3 separate regions of the Gasterosteus aculeatus genome follow, and regions 1 and 3 are each linked to region 2. A link is a contact called in public Hi-C data. All regions are on one chromosome and are shown on one strand. The core of a region is the stretch at or near the end of the contact, and the rest is flanking DNA. Distances in the headings are between cores, read along the strand shown.

Region 1 (2,820 bases), core at 272-2,771, 45 kb before region 2:
TTTGTGTCTGTGTGAAACACTGAAAGAGCCCCCACCCTCCGCCCCACCACCACCACCACCACCCCTCCACCCGCCTGCTTCAGGCCCCTCAAACACTCTACTCCACTCTGGACGCCTTCCAGAGCTGCACTGGCGGCATCAATGCAGGCCTTGTTCTGTGGTGGCACACACACACACACACGCACACACACACACCTACAGGGGATATGACACACATACACAGAGAAAAGGCCGAGGTATTTGCAGAGAAGTAGTGTAGTGTAGTGGTGTTGTGTGGTAGAATTAATCTGGTTCAAATTCTAATTTGAACTCAATTAATGTTCGAATATGGAATAAAAATTGTGATGGGTCACAAAAAATGTACAAACAATGTATTTTTTTACATGAATCCAATCAAGCTCTTAAAATGTCAAACAGATTAGCTTGTACACGCAAACACAAATACACAAGACACACACACACAAACACAAACAGTTTCCTCTCTCACCAATAGAGGGCAGCGATACACTCATGACCGAGCACATGAGTGACAGCAGTCATGTGACAGTGAACCACTCCACCGATGGAAATAAGGGATGGAGCACAAACACACACACACACAAAAACACACACGCACACACACACACACATCTGGCAGCGTCGGTAGAGTAAGCACCCTGATGTTGTTACACAAGGCTTTTCTGTGTAAGTGGATGTGAATGTCAGGTTGCTGTTTGTTGCCACTGATATAAACACAATGAAAAAGCCATGATGCACATTCACATTCGATGGAAGAGTTCTGCTCCCTGTTGGAACCTCTGACACGCTGGAGGTGAATGTATTTAGAAAGAAGAAGAAGAAAAACAGCGCTGATATAAATATATGTACTTGAAGGAGGCCAAACACTGCCATTAGAGCCATCAACAGCTGAGAGGACTCTATAACCTCCACACTGCTCTGCACTTTAGCTTGTTAGGATTTCACTCACTGTTACTGTACTGTTCATTTATATTGCACTCATTTCATTTAATTTAAGTTTTTTCTTTTACAACCTGCTCAGTTTTGCACTTTTCCTCCTCACCTAATTTCTGCCTCATCCGTACCTCATTTTTAAATTTTTTTAAATATTGTATTTTTATTTTAATTTTAAAATTGGTCGGCTTTCCGGAAAGGCAAGCACAAGAATTTCAATACACAGGGCGTGTGTAAATGACAATAACAATCTTTGAAACATCTATTTAAATAGTGAACAGCTGGGTTGCGGCTAAGTGGAGGGAGTAATAAATACAGTGTGACAGCTCATGACGCATCATGAGTAAAAATGAGAATGTCTCAAACTAAAAAAAAAAAAAAAAGAAGAGGCAAAAGTTAAAATGTGACTTTTCTTTCTGGTGCTTTGAAAAAAAAACAGCAGTACTTCTCATCAGTGGTTCACGTGACGACGATCTCCGGGAGCTCGGAAAAAAAAGCAATCGGAGGTGCGACTCGTCCCAAACTGCCTGCCTGGAGGCGCCGAACGCCGAACGCCGCACGCCGCGCTCCACAGAACCACTTCACAGGGAGCAGCCGCAGACTGACAGCCATAGTAGTAGTAATAGTAGTAGTAGTATGTGGTTGCGTGCAGGAAAATAGAGACGTGAGTGAGTGAGGGGGAACTTGGGGAAGAGCGGTCTATCTTGCCAGCTGTCAGGAGGAATGAGGCAACGAGCGGTTTGACGCAGCGCTCCGCGTCCGGGGGGAGTCGAGGCCTTTTCTGCTGCACTGTAACACTATTTCAGAAAGCACAAGCCGATGGGGGGGAGAGAGGGAGGAGGGGGGAGGTCACACACAGTGCCGGGGCGGGACGGCAAGGTTGCTTCCACCGATCTAGAAGGATCGGCCTTCACTCTGGTCATAATGCAGCGTACGTGCAGATAGCGACAGAAAGAAAGTGACAGCAGCCCCTTATTGTCCTTGTTCCCCGTATATTCAAAATCTAAATGTAAAGATCTGGACGTTTCAACCAGCTTTAGCTTAATGCCAAAGTCTGAGAGGAATGAACCAAAGTATTAATGGTTGGGAAAAAAAAAAAAATTCACAATTCATCTGGAGATGAACTTAAATATCTGCACCAAAATGTCCAGACGTGGTCTTTTTGCAGATCGCCTCCAAAACCTAAACTGACCCTCGATGACCTTTGTTTAAATCGTACGATTCGCCCGCGTCACCAAAGGCAACGCAGCTCCGTTGAGTTTTTACGCTTCCGGGCATCCGGCTCCCACAACAATCGCAGCGCACAAAAAAAACCCCGCAAGCAGCTCCCCTCCTCTGCCGCGAGATTCAAGTGGAATTAAGTGCAATAAGGCCGCGTAACAGCAGCAATCACGAGTCATTTATCGCAGAGAAAAAAGCTTCCTGCTTCAATCAAGCCGCGGAGGCGGCGGAGTGAAAGTAGGGCACGGCGCTCACTGTGGAGGGATACGGCGGTTTGTGGTTCCCGCGTGATGGAGACGGAGGTTTAGTGTGTGTGGGGGGGGAGGGCGGGGAAACAAAGTTGGTCGTTTCCCTTAAGTTTGTTCCTGATCCTGATCCTAAACGCGATCCAGTTACAGCCCGCCCTGAAGCTGAGAACGTCAGACGTCATCACATCAGCTCCATTTAAACCGACCCGACCGTTAAATACTCCTGAAAGAAGCCTTCAAGTCGTCGCTCAACCAAACTTAACTAAACTCCTCAGCAGGCGTTTGAGTAAGAATCTGTAACGCGTCCTCAGTCCGGCGCCATTCGTCTCTCCTTCTATTCTCGGGAAGGACGCGTGCAACTTGGAAATACAGAACGCCACACACACACACACACACACAC
Region 2 (2,788 bases), core at 60-2,559:
GCGTGCTTTAAGCGTTGCACACTGGGAGCCGGTGAGCGGGGGATCCCGGAATTGAAGGGATTTCCGAACCCAGTTTGGCGTTTATATCGAAATCCGGCAGACAACATGGGTTGATGAAGTCTTATTCAGCCCCCCGGGGAGACACGACCGGAGAATCCGCCGTCTTTCCGGTTAGCCGCGGCCAACGACCGACGGTGTGAACCGGTCTGACGTTTTGTAACCGTTGCGCGAACGATTACGCAAACGGTTACGAAAGCTCCGAACCGCGCCGGCTTTTCTCGGCTGCTTCGGCCTGGGGGGGTGGGGGGGGGGGGGAGGACATCGCCCGGTAACGTTTACCGATACGACCACCGAGCACCGAGCCGCCCGGTGGGAGCTGATGAAGTTAAGACGCGACGCCACGCGCGCGCGGAGCGGCGGGCACATGCCCAGCGCGCAGCGTACTTAAGCCCCCGTCGCCACGGCAAGCTGCTTACGCTGTGGATCAAGAACATCACAAAGCATGTTTTCACGTGTTTCCTCCCCAAACACACACACACACACACGTTATTATTGAAGAAAACTGTTTGGATTTTGCGAGAATAATAAATACAAACACAATATCCCAGAAAAGGGCACGCCGGTATTTTCTCCGCGTGTTTTGTTTTTGTCGATATGCGTCGTAATGCCATGCGATCATAACAGCCCCTGAAGAGGGGTCCATGCGCGCGGATGCGCACCACGTGTGCATCGAACTTCCCCTCACGAATGCGTCAAAAGTTTCCAAAGCGCCCCCTTGAATACCAAATAATCCTCCGCGAGCAGCGACACGCCGGCTGCTCTCCGCTGCCCGCGCCGGCACCGTCACGTGGACTCCTTTCAATCCGTCAAACGAACACTAAAGTAACGCCCGACGGGGCCGATGGCATTTCCTCCAACGACAACAACAACAACAACAACAACAAAAAAGACAGACGTCAAGACACAGAAGACATTCGCACACGCGCACGCACGGAGACGCCGGGTCGCGCTGAGCCGGCTGAGATGCTGCTGACAAGCCGGGCGAGAGCCGTCGCATCAAGCGGGCTGCAGCGCGCACCGCGGCCGGGGACGTGCAGAGGCGGACCGCGGGGCGGACAGCCCGGGCTGCGGTGCGTCCGGCCGGGCGCGACTCTTACCTGGCTGCCGGAGTTTTCTGTCAGGTAATTGAAGACAAAGGACGAGAGTTCCTCATCTAATAGTGGAGCGCAGTCCGCCATCTTCTAGTGAATGAGGAGCCGCGGAGTCAGAGAGCGGAGTATAGGAGAGGAGGAGGAGGAGGAGGAAGAGGTGCAGTGGGGGAGAGCCGCCTGCAGGGGGCGCGTCTGTTTACACACACACACACACACACAACACAAAAAGAGGTGTATTAAGCCATGCGGGTCTCCTAAATGGGGACCCGGGGGCCTCCAGGGGTCAAAGCAGTGGATCCAGGGGGATTAATTTAACCTCAGTGTGATTGAATCAAGTAATGATTATCGAATTATTCAGCGTAGTAGTCGATTGCAAATGGAGGGATTTCTTTATTTAAGATAATAATAAAAAATACATAAAAATATCCCGTTAATCCGTACAAAGAGACACTTAAAAAGTTAGAGAGAAAAAGAGAGCTCGTCAGAGGGACAGCTACAATGCATTTAAGAGATGGAAATATCAACGTGAACTTTAGTCACCTGTTAAATCAAGCATTTTCATCTTAAGTATATGCAGTTTGAAGCTTCTTGCAACTGAATTTCTTTTACTACCACAATGTGATGTGATGACGGTGATCATCGAAGAGGATTTGGTGAAGTCTGGTTCCGCTGACTGAAGCCGCCCTGGAAGTGTCTGTCGTTCTCTCTAGTGACCACCAGGGGGCGACTCCTCTGGTCCTATAGAGGTCTATGAGAAAATGACTGTACTTCTCTGTTTATTTATTTCCTCAGTAAACATGGTAAACATACGTTTATGGTCTCAATCTATAGTTTCAAGTCCTGACGTTCATTTAATACATTGTGATCCATTTAGAGTCCAATAGACCTTAAAGTAGGGGATGCCTTAGGGCGGGGCTAGTGTGATTGACAGTTCTCTCCCAAATATGTTCTAAGCGACCCGATGACGTTGCCGTTTTGTTATTTACATTCTGAGGGGTGTTGCATTGTCTTCTTTTGGGCCCATAAAACAATCCAGATAATTTACGGATCCTGCGTTTACATTTACTGTTCCAGCGGGCAGGTTTTTTAAGTTGAGTTTCCTGTAATCCTATTTTCCGTGCTTCGATGTTCAAACCATCGACTTCAGACATTATCTGGGAAAAAAAACGAGCCTGCTCCCTTGGGACACGCGCTGTATGCTCTAAAAAATATCCCCGTCGAGCCGCTGTGCCTTTGTTTCCAGACGCCTGCATGGACATCAAGTGTTGGCTGTATCCTGTTACTGTTGCCAGGCAACCGCCAAACCAACTTCTGTCAGTCACTTAGCTGATAAAATTAGCTGCTGCCGTTGTAAAAGAAAGAAGCTCATCAGGTCCTGTCACAACACTGATGCCATAATCTTTTGTGTTGTTGAAGAAGGCCGGACCGTTAACGTACAATTAAACTGTTTTTCTGTTTTCTGGGATTTTCACCAAAAATCGGCATTTGTTGCAGACTTTGTTGCAGCGTGTTCAGGACATTTATGTGGTGAAAACATTTCAGTGATAATTGCAAAAAACAACAACAACAACAACAAAACACCCTGTGTTGGCTCACAAAATAAACAAATAACTTTGTTTCTATCAGTTTCATGTCAG
Region 3 (2,989 bases), core at 57-2,556, 44 kb after region 2:
AAATGACAAGTCCAGAAAACATCCACAAGCTCCACTCTGCTTCCTCTTTGTTGGCTGATATCCACTGAAACTGAAGGTCGGAGCAGCTAATTCAAAGTCCAATGTTTCCGCTGTTTAAGCGACATGGCGGGTATTAACAGCAGAAGGTTAGGAGTTGAACGAGACTTAATTGGCGAAGGGTCAACTCGATCACCGCAAACATCCGGCGTCGCATTAATGGAAATGCTTTTCACTTATTAGGGAAAAAAACGAATGATCCTTGAAATACGTATGACATTTTGGGATCCACACAAGCCCTCGAGGGAAAACAAGAGCCTCTCTTGTTTTTTGTGCACATTTCAATCCGCACTCTACGAATGCTTGATTTGATTTGAAGTAGGTCGACCATGACCCAACAGCACCAGGAAACAGGGGGGGCCCATGTAGTGAGAAATAGCCGTTTACTATTTGTTCCGTTCATACAGTCTGGATCACACCTCGGTACATTTAAGCTTCATGAGGAGGGAGAATTGATACTGATGATTTAGACACTTTCAACATTTCTGTGATGTGGATATTATTTCTGCCTCTTTCTTTCCAACATACAGTTTGCCCTACAGAAGGATGGCTGCTCATTAAGAGGCTTCAGCTGCTTTCTCGGTGTGAAATAATTGCTGCAGAAGTTTTATTACTACCCAGTCAAAAACAGCTGAGGGACGAAGCGTCTCTGATCTGATAAAACAACAGTTTTTAGGTTGTTTACAAGGCAGTTAAAGCCCCATAGCAACAAAAAGAGGGCCGCTGGGCGAGTAAATCGTCACGCCGTTGGTCGCTCTCTAAAATAAACACCAGGAGGCGAACGAGGGCGGACCTTAAAATGGCACGAGTAGGCTACGGCTTTACTGTGCCCGGCCCGCTCCCCCTCTTGACCCTGACCTCCCGTCTGCACCTCTACGCGCGCACGCCAGTGTTCCCGTGAGACACACGCATGTGCTCAGCGAGTCGGCTTGTGATCTTTGCACATGACATTGTTTTCATGACGGCAGCATTCTTCTGGCATCGGGCCTCTTGCGGACCCGACCTTGGGCTGTTTGTCGACCTTGAATGACCGGCTCCCCGGTCGGCTGCCTGGCTGGTATGCCGCCTCTTGAAGGGAGGGGCCGTCACCGTTGCTGAATGGGCAACTTCCTCGCTAGGTTTAGCAACTTTAGGTGCCGGTGCTGCTAGCCGCTCTCATCAGAAAAGAGCAGGGTGCATTGGTCTCTGGCAGAGCCTGGGAGCTGTCGATCACACCGTAGCCCCGCCCTCAAGCGTGCTCTGCAGCGCTCCTGTTGGTCAGGGGAGAGAATGCGAGTTTTAAGACACCCTGGTTTTTCAAAATGACTCCTCCTAGACTTAGCTTTGTACTAACAACGTAGCAGGAAGCGAGGCCAGCTGCTCTGATGACCGGTTGTCAACGTGCGTCGGAATGCCGGGTGGGCGGCAGGGCGGCCGGCCGGCGCCCCCGGGGGCCGTTGGGCTGTCAGTCCGATGTTTGCTGGGTGACCGACTGGTTGAGTAGATGTCTGGATGGACAGACTGGCCGCGGTGGTAGAAGTAATCAGAGAGAGAGAGAGAGAGAGAAGCCTGAAATGCTCATGATTGCAGTGATCCAGTGTGACATGTGGAACACTAAGTGTATTAATCCAGTGCTCTGCAGCCCTGTCACCATGCATCTGTCCACTGCTGCTGAGTGTGAGTGCACGCGTGAAAAGCGCTCTTTTACGAGCACACAGTCAAAGTAGTGTGTGTGTGTGTGTGTGTGTGTGTGTGTGTGTGTGTGTGCATGTTTGAATGGACAAAAATATCTGGGTTTGTAGCGTGTTGCACCTCGTTCCCTGGACAACACACATTCTCCCTCACACACATATAAACCTTTTATTGTCATGGTCCCTACGCGTTGCCCAATGCCTTACGTGAGTCACACACTCCGCAGATGTGTTTATTGTTTTCCATTTGCGAATGCCTTCTGACCTCTTAGGTATGATGCGTGTTAAATACTTGAATCCAAGGTCTTAGAAATGGTAAACAGTGGCATCACGATGTGCTGCCAAAGGCCAAAGAACCTGGATTTCTTCATCTTCTGAGGCCCACTCTTTGCTTTTGAATCGTGAGGTGATCATTTTCATTTAGATACATTTTACAGTCTGCTGCAGAGACATGGGAATAAAAGTGGTCTTTATACGTATGTCATTTGCAGTAAAATGGTTGGACTTTCATTAGTGAAACGTGTCCTTTTATCAGCTGCTGGTTCAGGGATGAAAAACGAGTCTGAGGGGCAGCTGGGAGTCAAGGCCAGCAGGAGAACATCTGATTGACAAAATCACTTAAGCTCTCTCCTTCATATTGATATACTGAAATCCTTTGCTGAGCTGCTCTCTCCTTTCTTCTCGCCCTGCGTCCGGCTACCCCTCCTTCGTTTTTTCGCTCTTTTGACCTCCGTCCGCCCGTCTTTTCATTGACGCGGCCTTTATGGGTTTAGTGATAATGTGACCTCCTCTCTCTCCTTCTTTTTGATCTTCTCTTTATTTTTTCTCACCACAGAGTCCTTCAACCCCCCTTAACCCACAACTTTCTCCACACCTCATCTGCAACTCCACCTTTCTCCTCCATTAAATCCCTCATCACATTCCATCTCCTGCTCTTCCCCCCTAATACTCCTCTGGCCCTTTTTATCATCACACTTCCGAAACATCATTTTCTTCTCTGCCCAGTTCTTCCCTCTACTCCCCCTCCATTTCCTTTCCTTTATCTTCCCATCTTCATTTTCCTCCTCTAAGACAGGCACTTATCCTTCAATTTCTCTTTTTACAACACAGCGAGGTGGAGTTCCCGGCTGAATTGAGCGGGGCAAGGTCACGGCGGGATTTAACTATTTTTAAGAAATTAGGGGGGGAGGGCGAGCCAGGGGAGGGAAGGTTTGACGGCCAGTTGTTGCCTTGTTGTGTGTTTCGAGCCTCACACGTCACAG

The links. A called contact is a pair of places that touch in the nucleus more often than the background predicts.
Region 1: a Hi-C map of liver shows a contact between it and region 2, with 2.3 times the contacts expected there. The contact joins the enhancer-like site here to the promoter of ppargc1b in region 2. A contact is called at or near these places in 3 of 6 Hi-C or Micro-C datasets (liver, skeletal muscle and tail fin).
Region 3: a contact with region 2 is called in a Hi-C map of skeletal muscle, with 2.3 times the contacts expected there. The contact joins the enhancer-like site here to the promoter of ppargc1b in region 2. A contact is called at or near these places in 4 of 6 Hi-C or Micro-C datasets (liver, skeletal muscle and whole body).

The regions. Positions count from the first base shown.
Region 1 is chr4:4,213,817-4,216,636 of fGasAcu3.hap1.1, reverse strand. All of the region lies in intron 3 of ppargc1b (peroxisome proliferator-activated receptor gamma, coactivator 1 beta), which reads right to left. Among protein-coding and RNA genes, the nearest start is that of pde6a, 38 kb to the left of the region's middle. Within about 2 kb of position 1,521, at least 3 of the 9 cell types and tissues checked have open chromatin away from gene starts, as enhancers often do.
Region 2 is chr4:4,168,683-4,171,470 of fGasAcu3.hap1.1, reverse strand. ppargc1b (peroxisome proliferator-activated receptor gamma, coactivator 1 beta) reads right to left here and starts at 1,309. Exons shown (of 12, transcript XM_078101968.1): 1 at 1,158-1,309. The coding sequence starts at 1,238.
Region 3 is chr4:4,124,543-4,127,531 of fGasAcu3.hap1.1, reverse strand. No RefSeq gene overlaps it. Among protein-coding and RNA genes, the nearest start is that of arhgef37, 26 kb to the right of the region's middle. Within about 2 kb of position 1,306, at least 2 of the 9 cell types and tissues checked have open chromatin away from gene starts, as enhancers often do.